Linked DNA regions of Anas platyrhynchos: regions 1 and 3 are each linked to region 2. A link is a contact called in public Hi-C data. All regions are on one chromosome and are shown on one strand. Each heading gives the region's core, a stretch centred on a gene start, on an enhancer-like site or on the middle of the called end of the contact. The rest is flanking DNA. Distances are from core to core; before and after follow the strand shown.

Evidence for each region. A called contact is a pair of places that touch in the nucleus more often than the background predicts.
Region 1: a Hi-C map of subcutaneous adipose tissue shows a contact between it and region 2, with 2.6 times the contacts expected there. The contact joins the promoter of UBE2K here to the promoter of PDS5A in region 2. A contact is called at or near these places in 5 of 8 Hi-C or Micro-C datasets (F5 follicle, liver, skeletal muscle and 1 more).
Region 3: a contact with region 2 is called in a Hi-C map of subcutaneous adipose tissue, with 4 times the contacts expected there. The contact joins the promoter of RPL9 here to the promoter of PDS5A in region 2. A contact is called at or near these places in 3 of 8 Hi-C or Micro-C datasets (F1 follicle, liver and subcutaneous adipose tissue).

What each region holds. Positions count from the first base shown.
Region 1 is chr4:55,955,849-55,958,670 of IASCAAS_PekinDuck_T2T, forward strand. UBE2K (ubiquitin conjugating enzyme E2 K) reads right to left here and starts at 1,360. Exons shown (of 8, transcript XM_072037701.1): 1 at 1,127-1,360. The coding sequence starts at 1,327.
Region 2 is chr4:55,827,330-55,830,394 of IASCAAS_PekinDuck_T2T, forward strand. It overlaps PDS5A (PDS5 cohesin associated factor A), which reads left to right and starts at 1,427. Exons shown (of 34, transcript XM_072037698.1): 1 at 1,427-1,612; 2 at 2,389-2,559. The coding sequence starts at 1,586. It overlaps LOC106020445 (a long non-coding RNA gene), which reads right to left and starts at 1,115. Exons shown (of 3, transcript XR_002406837.4): 1 at 1-1,115.
Region 3 is chr4:56,040,019-56,042,851 of IASCAAS_PekinDuck_T2T, forward strand. RPL9 (ribosomal protein L9) reads left to right here and starts at 1,566. Exons shown (of 8, transcript XM_027457230.3): 1 at 1,566-1,671; 2 at 1,993-2,039; 3 at 2,114-2,229. The coding sequence starts at 1,994. It overlaps LIAS (lipoic acid synthetase), which reads right to left and starts at 1,602. Exons shown (of 11, transcript XM_027457229.3): 1 at 1,447-1,602; 2 at 1,143-1,315; 3 at 389-482. The coding sequence starts at 1,479.

The DNA.
Region 1 (2,822 bases), core at 110-2,609, 130 kb after region 2:
TGCCAATATAACACTCAGATGTGGCTTGCTAATATCAAACTCTTGTGTTATAACTTTAAAATTTCATAATATATTTCATAATTATTACTTGTGGGAAGTTTTGCTCAGTTTAAATAATACTATGAAATGGTCTTTATTTCCAGCTTTCTATGCTGAGCTCTTCACTGCATAGACTAAAACAGGAACAGAGAAAAAATGTTCCTGGACCAACCTCTAGAGTAAGAAAATTTGGCATGGATTCCCCTTCCCCCACACCCTGAACTGGAGAACATGTTTTTTGTTTGTTTTCCCTGCATCAAGCAAGGGGAAGGTGTCTTAAAGCTGTTATACAGCATTATCAAATCAAGTCTTCTTTGTTCCCACAGGATCAGCTGTTATATGGGGTACCAGGTCTAGTCTTTGTAGCTTTGGTATGAAGATACCCACCTAGAAATTTCTCTTAGCTTACAGGCAATTCTGTAGTCAGTGTGCAGGAACTTGGTGACAGCAGCCTGGGCTCTAAAGGCAGCTGTAAAACAAGGCCCTTACGTTTTTCTAGGGGATAGTTCAAGCTGCATAGCAACAATACTGTTCCTACACTAAATTTTAAAGCACATCACCTACTGCTACCCTGAACACGTTTTCATTAAAACATCACCATCTTCAAAAAAAATACCCTCTCAGCTTGTCCTCTGTGAATGTGTCCAGATTTCTAAAGCACCAGCGGTAGGAGTTCCAGGCTCACATTAGCATTTCACAAGCATCTAACCTGCAACATCATCCCAAGTAGGACGACAATGACGACACAACTATTAAATCCTATCTGGCTGACGTTCGCCAACTCAGCCCCAGACACAGCAGAAGCTGCACTGATGCAACACTGCAAAAAAGCTGCCGTGTAAGGCCCTGAACAGCTCCAAAACTTCTCTGATCCCCCCTGAAAGCAGCCAGCTTGCCTTACCGACCACCACACGCCCCTCAGGCGCACACCATTCCAGAAACACTCTGCTGAGCAAGCCAGGAGGGCTAGGTAGCGAGACAGAAAGGCGCGTGAGGCTTAAAAATCCATCCACCTGAAGGCGAGAACCTACACGGGGGGGGAAACGCAAGCTCTGCACTGAAGCACCCTCCGCGAGGAGGGATTTACCTGCAAGAAACGCACAAGGGTGAGGTGCAAGGCACGCTGCCGGGCAGCGAGGCGCTCCCTGCCCCAGCCCCAGCCCCCCCCGGCCTCCCCCAGCGGGCAGGGCCTCGGCTGCGGGGGCGAGGGCCGTGGGCGGCGGGGCAGGCCCGGCAGCGGCCGCCCCTCACGGGGGGCTCCCCCCACACATCCCCATTCCCCCCCCATGGCCCCCGGGGGGAAGGGCCCGGCGGCTGCCGGCTCCCCGGGCCTCGCCCTCCTCCTCTTCCCTTCCCTTCCCCTCCCCGGAGCCGCGGGCCGGGCCCACCCCCGGCGGCGGGGAGGAGGAGGTGGGGCCGGGGGGGACCGGCGGGGCCGCCGCCAGCACCGGGGGTGGAGGAGGAGGAGGAGGAGGAGGAGGGGGAGGAAGGTGGCGGCCCGGGAGGGAGGGGGGGACAACGGGGAGAGGCTCTGACCTCCTCGCTCTTCAGCACCTCCTTGAACTCCCGCTTGATCCTCTGCACCGCGATGTTGGCCATCTCCGCAGCGGGCACCCCCACCACCTCCTCCTCCTCCTCCCTCCACCTCCTCCTCCACCTCCTTCTCCTCGCCACCGCCGCCGCCACCGAGCCGGGCCCAGCGAGCTCCGCCGCCGCCGCCGCTGCTGGAGAAGTCCCGGCCCCACCAAAATGGCGGCGGCGCCGAGCATGCGCGCTGAGGAGCCCGGCTCTGCCGCCGCCGCCGCTCAGGAGGGGCCGCCGGCTGCGCGGAGCCGAGCCCAGCCCGCAGCGGGGGGCGGCGAGCCCACGGATGGCTCCCCGGGGGGTTCCTCCGGCTGCCGCCGCTTCCCCCTCCCTGCCAGAGCTGAGGGAGCGCCCCGGGAGGCGGCCGCCTGCCGCCCGCCCTGTCACGGAGCGGGCTGGGCGGCGGGGAGCCCGCCCGCCGCAGGGCTCGGGGCCTCCCCGGCGGTGCGGGGAAATGGGGGGGCCCTGAGGCGAAAAGCGGCGGCCCCCCGGGGGAACAGGGTGGCAGGGAGCGGCCGGAGGTGTCCCCGAGCAAACACCTGGCTGCCGAGTGTCCTGCTCCAGTCCCCAAGCACAACCCAGCAGCGAGGGCGCATCCCATGCCCTGAGAATCTGCTTGACCTGTCCATGCAGCAGTTCACACCTGTATTTTCCCCATAAAAATAAATAAATAAAGATAAAACCTCGCTTGGAAAAGCCCCAGTGCCCATCATGTCTCTCTCCCAGCCCAGCTCCTCGCCTTGGGTGCGCTGATGTCTCCTCACACAGCTCGAGGGGAACCCATGGGCCACAGCAGGCCCCGGAGCAGGTAACGGGGAGGCAGCACAAGCAGCGCTTCTTATGGATCCTGCCACAAGATTTTAAAAGATAAAAGGTGAACATGTCGGGCCTGTCTAATGGACTGTTATATTTTATTGCAGACCCAAATGCTGCAAGCCACAGATGTTGCTCTGTCTGGAAAACAGGAACAGGACAGCAGTAACCATCCCTCCGGCCTAAGGCGCGCAAAATCTGAGCAGTGTAGGTAGATTTTCAGAACAGAGCATGAGATTGCACTTACAACTGTTGTTTATTCAGGAACTGGAGGCTTTCAGGACACTGAGATCTATAGAAAGATAATGCAGTGCCTGCTCTTTCTGTACGGTGCAGGACAACATACAGCATAGGCGTTTGTCTCAACAAAGCCCATTTCCATTCTT
Region 2 (3,065 bases), core at 177-2,676:
AGGTGTTCAAAAGTGAGAACGATACTTTCAGCTGGTTCACTTAGCCAAGAAGTTGCAGACAGGGCGGGCAGCTGGATAAGTACTTGTGTCTATACGTGGACACATATTACATGAACTGCAGATTCAAAATGGACAGATACATCCTACTTTGCTACTGACCTTCTTTCCAGACATATTCCATCTCTTGGAAAGATGGAAGAATATTACATTACAGGGCCATTTCACAGGGAAAGCTTTCCTGAGAATACTGGCAAGGGCCCCTTCGATCTGCACCTTCAAGTTCCTGCTGAAGATTTATAAGGAAACCAATGTTTGAGATGCTCATCTGCCAACAGCGAGGGCGAAAAATGCAGATGTCGATGTGTAGATGTGGATCTATCCCCAAACTATCTGAGGAAGGGCTATTTACCTGCCTTCACACTGTTGGTGCCATCGTGCACAATTTACCACAAATTTTGTGATATATCACACCGGCTGGGCCTCAACACCATCGCCGGGGGAAGAAATAAAAGCTGAAAGGGAAACGTGGGGTTGAGCAGCGCCCACAAAACGCCACAGAAACTGCCAACAGCACCACACACCTTGGTGTGGGGAGCACGAGCTGTGGGGACAAACATGTCCCAGTCCCCTCTGCATCCCCCAGTCCTCACACACACCTCACATGGCAAAGGAGGAGACCCCTGAGGGTCGGGGCTCGGCTGGGGGACAGCCCTGAGGGCTTTGGGGAGCTCTGAGGGGCTGGGGGCAGCCTTGAGGTACTGGGATTAACTCTGAGGGGCTGGGGCTAACCCTGATGGGCTGGGGGAAGCCGTGAGGACTTCAGGGAGCCCTGAAGAGCCAGGGACAGCCCTGAGAGACTGTGGGGAGCACTGAGAGACTGCAGGGAGCCCTGAGGGGCTGCGGGGAGCCCTGAGGGGCTGGGGGCAGCCTTGAGGTACTGAGATTAACTCTGAGGGGCTGGGGGCAGCCCTGAGGACTTCAGGGAACCCTGAAGAGCCAGGGACAGCCCTGAGAGACTGCGGGGAGCCCTGAGGGGCTGGAGCCAGCCCCGAGGGGCCAGGGGGAGCCCCGAGGGGCCGCTCCAGGGCTTTTGGCGCCAAGCGTGAGGCAGCGCTGCGGCGGCCGTGCCCGGTACTGCCCGGTACTGCCCCGCCGCCGCCCTGCGGGAGGCTCTGCGGGGGGACGCCGCTCTCCGGCCGGTTCCCCCCCGCTGCCCTGCGACCGGGGCCGTGCCGTGCCGGGCTTGGGGAAGGGGGGGATCCCGCCTGGGCGGCAGGAGGAGGGAGGGGAGGCCGGCGGAGGGGGCGGCGCGGAGCCTCCTCCCGGCTGCCCTTCCCCGGCCGGTCGGAGAGCGGCACTGTGGCCCCGCGGCGCACGCTCCGCCGGAGCCTCCCCGTCTCCCCCTGCCTCCTCCGCCGCCAGCAGCAGCAGCAGCGAGCAGCTCCCCCTCCCCCGTTCCCCGAGCAGGAGCCGCCGCACCGCGGAGCAGGGAGGGAGGCGGCGAGGAGCGCAGGGCAGCGGCCGGCGGCGGGGGGGCGGCGGCGGCGGCGGCGGGGCGAGGAGCAGCCGGCGCGGAGCCTGCTCAATGCTGCACCTTCCGGAGCTGCATGAGGTAAAGGCGGCTCCGCGTCCCGCTCCCCTCCTTCCTCCCCCCTCCTCCTCCTCCTCCGAGGGGGGCCGGGGGTGCGCGGGGCCGGGGCCCGGGGGGGCTCTTTGTGGGCCCCGCTGGGGTGAGGGGCGGCGGCGGGGCGGCGAGGAGGGGCCGGGGGGCCGGGGGGGGCGGCCGTGAAGTTGCGGGAACAAACGGAAAGTGGGCAGCGGCCTGGCCCCCTGCCCGGGGGGGGCCCTGGGGCTCGGGGGGGGCCGCCGGGGGGGTTTTGTTTGCGATCGCCGCCGCCTCCCTGCCTCCCTCCCCGCCTCCCTCCCCCTCCGCCGTTGGTTTCTCTGCCTCCTGATAGTTTTGAGGCCTAAGCGCTTAGGCCTCGGCTCCCGGCGGCGGGGGGCCGGCTCCGGAGCCCCCCCTGACGGGGCCGGGGCCGGTTCCCCCCCGCTCCCCTCCCTCCGGGGCTGGCGGCGGGGCCCCGGGGCCGGGGCATCCTCGGATGGGGGCCGAAATTTCATTGTAAAAGCCTCGGCTCCGAAGTGAGAGCGTCGGGCTGGAGCAGCCCCGCGATGAAAGGAGGCGGCGGGGGGGAGCCGAGGGGCCGGGGCGGCGGGGGGGGGCGGCGGCCCGGCCCCGGGGCTGCCCGGCCCGGCGGGGGGCGGCGGCGGGGGGCTCGGCCGGCGCGGCGGGGAGCGGGGCCTTGTGCGAATTGAGGGTTAGAAATGGGAAAAAGAGGGTTAGAAAGTCGTGCCCATTCCGCTGAACTTTTGTTTTCTGACCGATAGAGGCCGGTAGAGGACTGCGCGGAGGGAAAGTTTCTGAGCGGCGGCGCCAGGATGGACTTCCCTGCTACCCAGCCGAAACCTGCCGCCGACGGTAAAATCATCTACTACCCGCCCGGGGTGAAGGAGATCACGGACAAGATCACTAACGATGAGGTGGTGAAACGGTTAAAGGTGAGCCATCCCGACCCCTCTGCCTCGCCACGCTCTCTTCTCGAAGGAAACGTTTCCTCACGGGAGAGGAGGGCAGCCAGCGGGTTCTTGTCGTGGCTGAAATGTCCGCTCCTTGCCTGCAGACCCTCACAGCAGTGCTGCTCCCGTGCTTCTCCTTAAAGAGGAGAAATCCTTTTATTTTGTTTGTAATTTGTGACTGTGTCCCCGTGTTCGCTCAAAGCTGGAGTCGATGCGGCTAATTTGTGCATGAAATACATCCGTGGTGCTGGAGACAGGTCTGAAGCAAAATCCTAAGTAACAATTTCAGGATATATTACTGAAAATACTCGCTGTCAAGCTAGAAGGTGTCTGTGGGTTCCAGCAGAGCAAGATGCAGTGGGGTGGGGGAGACAACTGGATCCAGTGTAGGGTGTTATGGACCAAAAAGCTAGCACTGTTTACAGACAGCAAAGGTGAATTTCTGGAGTTTGTAGGTGGAGTTTTGAAATTGTTTCATACGTAAAAAT
Region 3 (2,833 bases), core at 316-2,815, 210 kb after region 2:
GCAAACCCATCACTTTTTATCATCTTGAACATATATTTAATGAAATGGGTATTTCTAGAATGTCTTTTCTTACAAACCAGTTACATGTCTCTGAAATTGTGTTTCCATTAAGAACAGTCACACGTAGCATCTTCTGATCTGATTGGTGATGCAAGTAGTAAACTCTCGTGTTTAAAATCATAGCAGAAAAATATGAAGTTCTCTATAGGATTTTTTTTTTCATTAAGGGTAAAATTCATCACAGTCAAAAAGGGCCAGCTTTGGTCTTGGTTTCAGCATCAAAGACCATGCAAGACATAATTTCTACCTGTCTTCCACAAAAAAATAACTCTGCATCATTAAAAAATGCCTTATTTCTACCAGAAAATTTAGTTAGTACTAGACTTACTGTATGAAGATTTAAGCTTCTCAAGGTATTCTTTAGTTTATTGTAATTCTTTCCCATGGGAATCTTAGTTTTCAGCCATGGTGGAAGCCGCAGCCTGAAAAAGAAGCAAACAGGATTAATAAAATATTTACGTAAGTTTCCATTATTTTCTTAGATCTATGTCAACTTGTTACATATCACGATGAGGAAAGGTTTCTTGGATATTGACACAGCTCAGTGACCAACGTTAACATCACTCATAGTCACAACAGACTTCCATCTTCCATGCTTATTAGCATCCCAATATCCAAAATTGGGAGTTTGTGCTCATTGGAAGGTTTAAGGCTGTTAGCAGGAGCAGGGGGATTTCACAGTGGGGATCGCAGCAATTCATGGCGGTGTACATTGCACGCCTATCCCAAAGTCTGATCAAACTGCTAACTAGATATATGTTCTAAGCATTTAAAAATTTACTCTGCGTTAATTTTTCAATACTGGTTATAGCTTTTTACCACTTCACTCCCCCATTGACGCCTGCTTATAGTTAGATACAGGGCATGGCACAAGCACTCAGGTGAGAAAAATACCACAGTGCCTCAACGTTTTGGTGCGTATTTAAAGCGAACACCGTGTTTTTTCCTTCAGAAATCAGACCGGCGAGCACTTTGACGAGATAATTTAATGGAAGCGCGTTGTGTGTGACCTGTACTGGCATTAAACAGGCGAGGCACCGCAGGGCTGCCACCGCAGCCGCCTAAATTTACCTGACACCTACCTCTCGCCCTTCTGGCGCTTCAGGGCTCCCGCATACCCAGCCCAGGCGCTGCTGTCGGCCAGCTCCCCGCAGACGAAGTCCCGCAGCCCCGGGCCGTTCCGCAGCGCCTCCTTCTTCTCCTCAGGCAGGGAGCCCCCCGTCCCGCAGCGGGCACACGCGTGCCTCGCCGACACCTTAAAAAAAACAAGGCGGATAAACACAATTGACGGAATTACAAAAAATTACAAACGTACCGGTTACAAACAGCCCCATTTGCCCCCTCCCGAGCCCATAGCGCCCCACACCCCGCGGGGCTGCCCCTCACCCGGGCGCGGTGCCTCAGCAGCAGCAGCGCCATGGCGGCGGCGCCCCCTCCCCCCTCACAGCTCCCCCGCTCGATGCGCTCGGCGCTCGGCTCCCCGCGCCCGTTGGCGCGCAGCGAGCCTCGCTCCGTCCTGCCTGCCTGCCGCTGATGACGTCAGCAGGCAGACGGGGGTATAAGTACGCGATGACGTCACGCGCAGCCTCTTTCCGCCCCGCGCGCCGCCAGGTGAGGGGGAGCTGCGGCCGCCGCCATCCGCCCCGCATCCGCCGCCATCCGCCGCGGGCGGCCCCCGCAGCGCCCCGAGGGGGGTGCGGGCAGATCCCCGGGGCGGCGCCGGCCGCCCTCGTGGCGCTCTGATGGGGCGCTGCCGGCCGGGAGCCGCCCCGATGGCGCCTCCTTTACCCCCCCCCCCCCTCCCCTCCTGGTGGAGGCCTCGCCGCGGCCTAGCCCCGGCCTGGGGGGGGGGCGCCCGTAGCTGTGGGGGGGAGGGGGGCGGCAGGGGGCTCGTCCGCGCGGCTGCCAACGCCTTGTGGTTGTCGCCCCTAGGATGAAGACCATCCTCAGCAACCAGACCGTTGACATCCCCGACCAAGGTAGGGCTGCGTGCGGGAAGCCCGCGGGAAGCGGCCCCGCCGCCGCCTAACGCGCCTCTGTGCTTGGTTCGCAGTCAGCGTGTCGCTGAAGGGCCGCACCGTCATCGTCAAGGGGCCCCGGGGAACCCTGCGGAGGGATTTCAACCACATCAACGTGGAGCTGTCGCTGCTGGGGAAGAAACGCAAGAAGGTGAGGGATTCACTTAAGCTCGTAGAGAGAAGGTGGGAGCTGGTAATAAATCTTCCATGCTGCAAGTAAATCGCTGAGTGCTTATCTTCGTGTTTCCTGAAAGAAAATGGAGTTATGGAACACTGGCCCACTCAGGCTCCGTGACAGGCTTGAAGTTCTGTCATGTTTTGGAATGATGATGTTGGTTGATTTTCTTCATCACTGCAGTTATAATCACTGGGCAAAGGGTTGCCTGTTCGATGCTGTTTTTTAAGCTGGTTTGTTTAAATGAGATAAAATTAATTCTCTGTATTTAAGTTTTCAGTGTTGGCAAGTTACATTGGGAGAGCTGATGTTTTTCACATAGGTGCATAATATTTTTCTATTATCTGAAGGATTTAAGAAAAAAAGGGAGGAGTGCGTGATTTCAGTAACTTATTGACAGGCATTTGCTGGATCGTAAAAACACTGGGTCCTTAGGCAGTGCATTATTAAGAAGTTGATAGATTGCATTGAGGTGACTGACCCCAAAACAACTGGTGTACTGTAGGGAAGGATATCGTATTCTTCAGCTAAGGGGTCAGAGCTTTTTTATAACCACTACCTCTCCTAGTGTTTCTGAACT